Linked DNA regions of Mus musculus: region 2 is linked to region 1. The links are chromatin contacts, called in public Hi-C maps. All regions are on one chromosome and are shown on one strand. The core of a region is the stretch at or near the end of the contact, and the rest is flanking DNA. Distances in the headings are between cores, read along the strand shown.

Region 1 (2,812 bases), core at 130-2,629:
ATTGGGCAGCGAGGCCAGCGCAGCCGAAGCCCAGATCAACCCACACAGCACCTTGGCTGAAAAACAGCAGCTCTCCCTCAAGCTCTGGCCGCAGCAGTCGCCACGGCCACGCCCTCGGGTCCGATGGCTCTTGAGAGCCGAGGCCACCGAGTGGTAGCGCGCCACGCTCATAGCAGTGAGGAAGAAGACGCTGGCGTACATGTTCATGGATGTCACCATGGACACGATCTTACACATGGCCTTGCCGAAGGGCCACTTGAAGTCTAGTGCGTTCTCCACAGCCCAAAAGGGCAGAGTGAGCACGAACTGAAAGTCAGTCAGTGCCAGGTTAGTGACAAAGAGGTTGATGGAGGATTTGCGCCAGCCTTGCTTGCTCTTCATCAGGTAGAGAACCAGCAGGTTGCCGGCCAGTCCCAGGGCACAAACCACCCAGTAAACCGCGCTGATGAGGATCCGTACCCTGGCCTCAGTGTCTGTGCTCTCTGCCCCGCCGCCACCCGGAGGATGCCCAGGCGCCGCACCGTCTGGCAACTCTAGCCCCAGCTCCCACCACAGATCCTGAAGCTGCAGCGACGCATTGCCGCTGGCGTTGGCCACTTCCAGCAAGTCTGGGGTCAGAGCGAAGAATTCTGAGAGCTCATCACCCGCAGCTGCTTTCCTCACGGTGGCCGCGGGGGTTGCAGAAGCCACCTGCATGCTCAGGTGCGCCTTAGTCACGTTCTGCAAGCCGACTACCGAGAGTCAGCGCTTGCTCCGGGTGTGGTACCCAGGCGGGCGCGCAAAGCAGGTGCCTGAGCTTTCTATGTAGACGCTCAAAAGGGCTCCTGGAAACTGGATGCTGAGCCGCGTTGGCGCCCAGAACCGCCTTGGGCGCAGGGGTTGGCTGCACTCAGCATCAGTTCTTGGTGGGTTTAGAAGAGAGGATAGTTCTAGGCAAGTGGCTGGGGATCAAGGTTCCTCCTGGTGAGAACTGAGTCTCCAGCTACCTACTCTAAGACTGAGTCATACCCCTCTGCTTTCCTGCTGTCACTTAGATGCAGTCCCCTACTCAGGAGCACGGCTCTCCCAGTACCTTTGTTGGCTTCTGAGGTTGCCCGGAGGAGTTTCTCTCCTTCTAGAGGAAAACAGATCGTGGACATCTGTGTCTCGCTCTGACTGCCTGAAGGCTGATTCACGCCATCACTTCCTGGAGCTCCGTTGGTGTTTTCTGTGTGTCCGATATTGTCAACCCCCAGTGAGTTGCCAGCGTTTGATGAGTTACATTGGCACCCACCTCTGCTGAGAGCCCCGAAGAGCTTGCATAATCTCCGTGCGAGAAGATGGGGGTGCTTTCCGAAGTGCTGAACCCCGCGCGCCACGCAGGGAGAGGCAGAGTCTACTGGCAACTAACTCCCCTTTGTTCCAAGTTGCAGAAGGAGTGGTCTTAGTCTTTTATTTTCTCGGTGTCTGGAGTGAGTCTGAGTCTGCTTTCTTCCTTTCTTATTTTTATTAGGACGAGGTTTTTTTTTCTCCTTTCTCCCCACCTTAACACAATAGTTTGTTTCTCCCACTTACACAATAGTAACACCCTTTGTTCTTTAAATCAAATAACCAATCTTTTCCTAGTACTCAAACTGAAGCCCCATCTCCCCTCTAATTAGCTGAACACTTACCTGGTGTCAGATTGGCAGAATTCTAAGGGTTGATGTTTGCCTGGAATTGAGTATATTTTAAGAACTGAAGCTACAGGGGGCCGTGGGGAGGGGGAGACGTGTTACGTCTCAACTTTGCAGTTTATTTAGATGCCAGGTTAGTTGCTCTTAGAAGGACTTAAGGAAGCTGAAGTGTTTTCTTGACAGAAGAACTAACCTGAAAAACAAGTATGCTAAGCATGCAGTAATTGCCCTCACTTCTGGGATAATACTTGACTTTACTAACAGTAATTGGGGATATACGGACAGATGGAGCGAAAGAGATAAAGACTTGTAATCAGTCAAAGGAACAATAAAAGAGAAAAGAGGTCCTCGGCAACCTTAAACAGTCTTAATTCCAAAGTGGACTTTAAAAGGGCACTTCGCTGCAGACGCTGCATTTCTCGATTTTACCAATAGAGGTCGCAAGAGCTTCAGTAAAAAAAAAAATCAACTGGCCTTCGATCAGTTTTAATATGTTGAAGTTCTCTGCCCTGGTAATTCTGTGCTTCTGTGGACCCCTCCTTGCATCCTGGCTTTATAGCCTCGCCTTCAAGCGCACGTTCTCACTTTAAAAAAGCGTTTTCTTCCTCTGCCAATTTCTTTCTTTTTTATTGTATTTCAAGGGCTACTGAAAACCAAGGAAACCTGTGGTGATACGGAAAGTCCTATGCAGTAAAGGTCTTAGTCTGCTCACTCATCTAACAAATACTTACTTAGCCTCGCTTTGTTAGGTGTTATTCCATGACTAGAAGACTTTATGGTAAGTACAATCTGTAGAGTTCACACTCAGATGGGTGATACAAATAGTTAAGAGTTGTGTGATTGTAATATAAGTAGAAAAACAAAGCAAAATGAATCATAAACCATGTCTAATGAAGTTTGAACTTCCTGAGACTGTCAGGAGGCAGACACTGAGACAGACACTGAGCATAGGGGCTGCTGATATTATTAAGAAGAGAGTCCTATTGACTTCTGGCCACTAAAGAAATGAAGCCAAGGGGATTAGATAGAGCTCAGAAATACTGACGAGTGCTCTGCTCTTTGGAGGTCTGTGGTATAGGCTGAGAGATTCACTTAGCTAACTGCCAAAGCAAAAGAATGAAGTCATGAGTTTGGCCCTCTGGGGTCTTTGGTGTGTG
Region 2 (2,812 bases), core at 189-2,688, 120 kb after region 1:
TTCCTCTGACTAAGCCTGCTTCTTTGGGTTACTTTTATCTATGTCACAGATGACTCAACACCAGTACTTTTGTGCCCACCACAGGCTTCATCGTGTGACGAGTCTGCCCGTTTGCTTCTGTGTACGCTGAGCCAGGAATCACATTTGCTAATTCCCACATGCATTCCAAAGATCTAGCAGAACCCTTGTCTGGGAAGAGAACTGAAAAGTATTGATCTCATAATCATTAACTTCCAGATTCTCTACACTGTCTCTCTCTCTCTCTCTCTCTCTCTCTCTCTCTCTCTCTCTCTCTCTCTCTCTCACACACACACACACACACACACACACACACACATACACACACACGTTTTTGTCTTTGTGGAACTGATTTAACTCTGAAAAAACCCCCACACTCTCTTGAAGGAATTTGTCCATGATATTAGTAGCCTCCTGACAAGAAACAGCACCCACCAACTTGAGATTTTTTTCAGTGTGTGTGTGTGTGTGTGTGTGTGTGTGTGTGTGTGTGTGTGTGTTCGGGGATGGTTTGAACTGGACTATGGCAGAGCCTTGGAAGATGAACTAGAAGTAAGATCCTGGTGGCTCAGCTACTGACCACAGCAACCCTGTGAAATAGTAATGACCTCTGAACCTAGGTTATGCATAGCTGTCAGGTTCTTGTGGGCCATAGGACAGAGTTACATCCTGAGCTAGCATCACAATCAACATCTTAGCATGCTTCTAGTCCCGTTCAAATGCTGTCCCTATGATTTCCTCTCCCCACCCTGGATTGCCTAGGAGGACTGCTGCTGGTCCTGCTCCTCCTGCATTCTGGTCATCTTCTCCCTCCTCTCAGATTACTTTCCTCTTCCTTCTCTGCCTCCCCAGTGTTCATCTTACACTGGCTGCTTTTTCTGCTTGCAAAAGTCCATCCTACAATGCCTAAATACTCTTAGGCTACTCAAGTGCTTTCCCCAAATCAACCAATCAGAGAAGCCTTCCTTGATCACCACCCAGCATACCTTTGCCTCCACTACTTTGAAAACCCTTTATACTGTTTAATATTTCTAGTGATTACCCAATGCTCTTTGCTCTTGGGGCCTTCTAATGTCCAGAATTTAGTTTTGCATGGGAGAACACTTCTTTTCTTTTGTTCTCTGCAATGTTATCAGTTATAGGACAAAGCTGCCATCCTAAGCACCTGCTAAATGCTAGATAAATGAGTAAATGGTGAATAAATCATACTTTATTAATGACTATGCCTCTGAACTTGTATTTAATTTCCACCTTGAGAAACAGCATTGCATGGACTGTGTGCCTTCTATTTAATGGTTATTGCCTTGATACATGTTTGCTCACCAGATGGATCTGTGTTGTGCAGTGAGAGCCTGCAAGAGTGAATAGACAGAGATCATGCCTAAGCTGAGGCCAAACATTACAAGACCACTAGGAGTCCCCAAGTCAAAGCAAAAGTGGTCTCTTGGCAGTAATTAACGTTAGCTGTGTGCTTGTCCCATGGTCTGATTAATGACAGTGTTTGAGAAAACAGGCATTTCCACTCCCACAGAGTCCTGTCCTGTGGAGCAGCTGGCAACCCCATAAGTCACCACAGAACTGTTTCTCCAGAAGGAGGAAAGTTTACACGCTAGATTTTAGGTAAAATATTTAAGAAAATTATCAATGTGCTTTATGCTCCAAGCTTTCTGTACAAAAAAGGAGTGGATTCTTAGGGGACTTTCTGAACGAATCTGCTAAAGCTTAGAAAGTTCTAAAATACTTTTACTTTGTTTTTATGTCATTGCTTGACTTTTCTTTCTTCAAGAAATGGTAATTTAGCTAGGAACAAAAACCCTGAGCATGCCCAGTTGGACCCTGCCCTCATAGACTTACTGATGACTGAGAAAGAATGGAGAAAACATTATAAAAACCAAACATAAAATATTGTGACATCCTACTCGAGTAAGTATCAGAAGGACTACATATAACCAATGGGGTCCTCTCCTGACATGACATTAAATTAAAGAGAGAAGTGGTTCTAAGGAAGTCATTTTGCCTAAGATCACATCTGCCAAATTTTTCAGTATTTGAAGAATCATACTTTTTATGAACCAAATAATAAGTTGCTATACACCTAAACAGTCAGCTCGCTAGGTCTGCCTTCTGCTACCCCCTGCTGCTTTCCCAAGTCAGATTCTCCAGCACTTTCTAAGTGGTCTATTGGCGCTTGGTTCATCCTGGCCTCTTCCTCCCTGCCCTGATTCTGGTAACACTCTAGAACAATGATCAGGTCTCACAAACAAGGCAGTCTGTGTTGTATCATTGCAGTTCCAAGGTCCCGGGGCACATGTGTAGGGAGGGTCAAGATTGAATAAGTGCTCTTCCGTGTCTTAGAGCAGGCATTTCCACACATCCCAGGCTGGGATGTAGCAGGTAACTAGGTGTGCCTCTTTCCTGTATTCTGTCAAGGTATGTTTTGGATCAGAATAAGAATTTCTCTAAGGATTGTCCCTCTGTTGGCTTGCAGTGGTAGCTCACTGCAGGAAGGTTGATCGACGTCCCTGGCCAGGCCTTGTGTTTTATTTTGCACTGTGTTTTGAGTACTGTGTGTTGGTTTCCCCCAGAATGCTTTACTTAAAAGAAACCTAAGTGTATTTAATGCATATTAATGATATACCTGAGATTGCTGCATAATTAACTTTAGGTAGAAAGTGATTCTTGTTATATAGCCATATGTATAGTCAGAGATAGTCTTACATATGTATAGACACATGCATTTAGATTTTCCTCTTTAGATAAATGAACTGGAAAGTGTGAAAACTACACCCCGTAT

The links. Hi-C and Micro-C count contacts between places; a contact is called where the count stands out from the background.
Region 2: a contact with region 1 is called in a Hi-C map of embryonic fibroblasts, with 2.4 times the contacts expected there. The contact joins the enhancer-like site here to the promoter of Rxfp3 in region 1. A contact is called at or near these places in 10 of 39 promoter capture datasets (the 3T3-L1 cell line, the HPC-7 cell line, cranial neural crest and 6 more), 1 of 15 datasets of contacts at CTCF or cohesin (the NIH/3T3 cell line), 18 of 484 Hi-C or Micro-C datasets (the 3T3-L1 cell line, adipose-derived mesenchymal stem cells, cerebellum and 11 more), 1 of 115 datasets of contacts at active chromatin or transcription factors (embryonic limb bud) and 4 of 9 other capture datasets (adipose tissue, embryonic stem cells, liver and 1 more).

The regions. Positions count from the first base shown.
Region 1 is chr15:11,036,589-11,039,400 of GRCm38.p6, forward strand. It overlaps Rxfp3 (relaxin family peptide receptor 3), which reads right to left and starts at 1,380. Exons shown (of 1, transcript NM_178717.3): 1 at 1-1,380. The coding sequence starts at 696.
Region 2 is chr15:11,159,518-11,162,329 of GRCm38.p6, forward strand. All of the region lies in intron 3 of Adamts12 (a disintegrin-like and metallopeptidase (reprolysin type) with thrombospondin type 1 motif, 12), which reads left to right. Among named protein-coding and RNA genes, the nearest start is that of Adamts12, 96 kb to the left of the region's middle. Within about 2 kb of position 1,439, at least 23 of the 459 cell types and tissues checked have an H3K27ac peak or open chromatin away from gene starts, as enhancers often do. A contact at or near this core is called in the NIH/3T3 cell line, embryonic fibroblasts, muscle stem cells and 1 more, where this site is marked.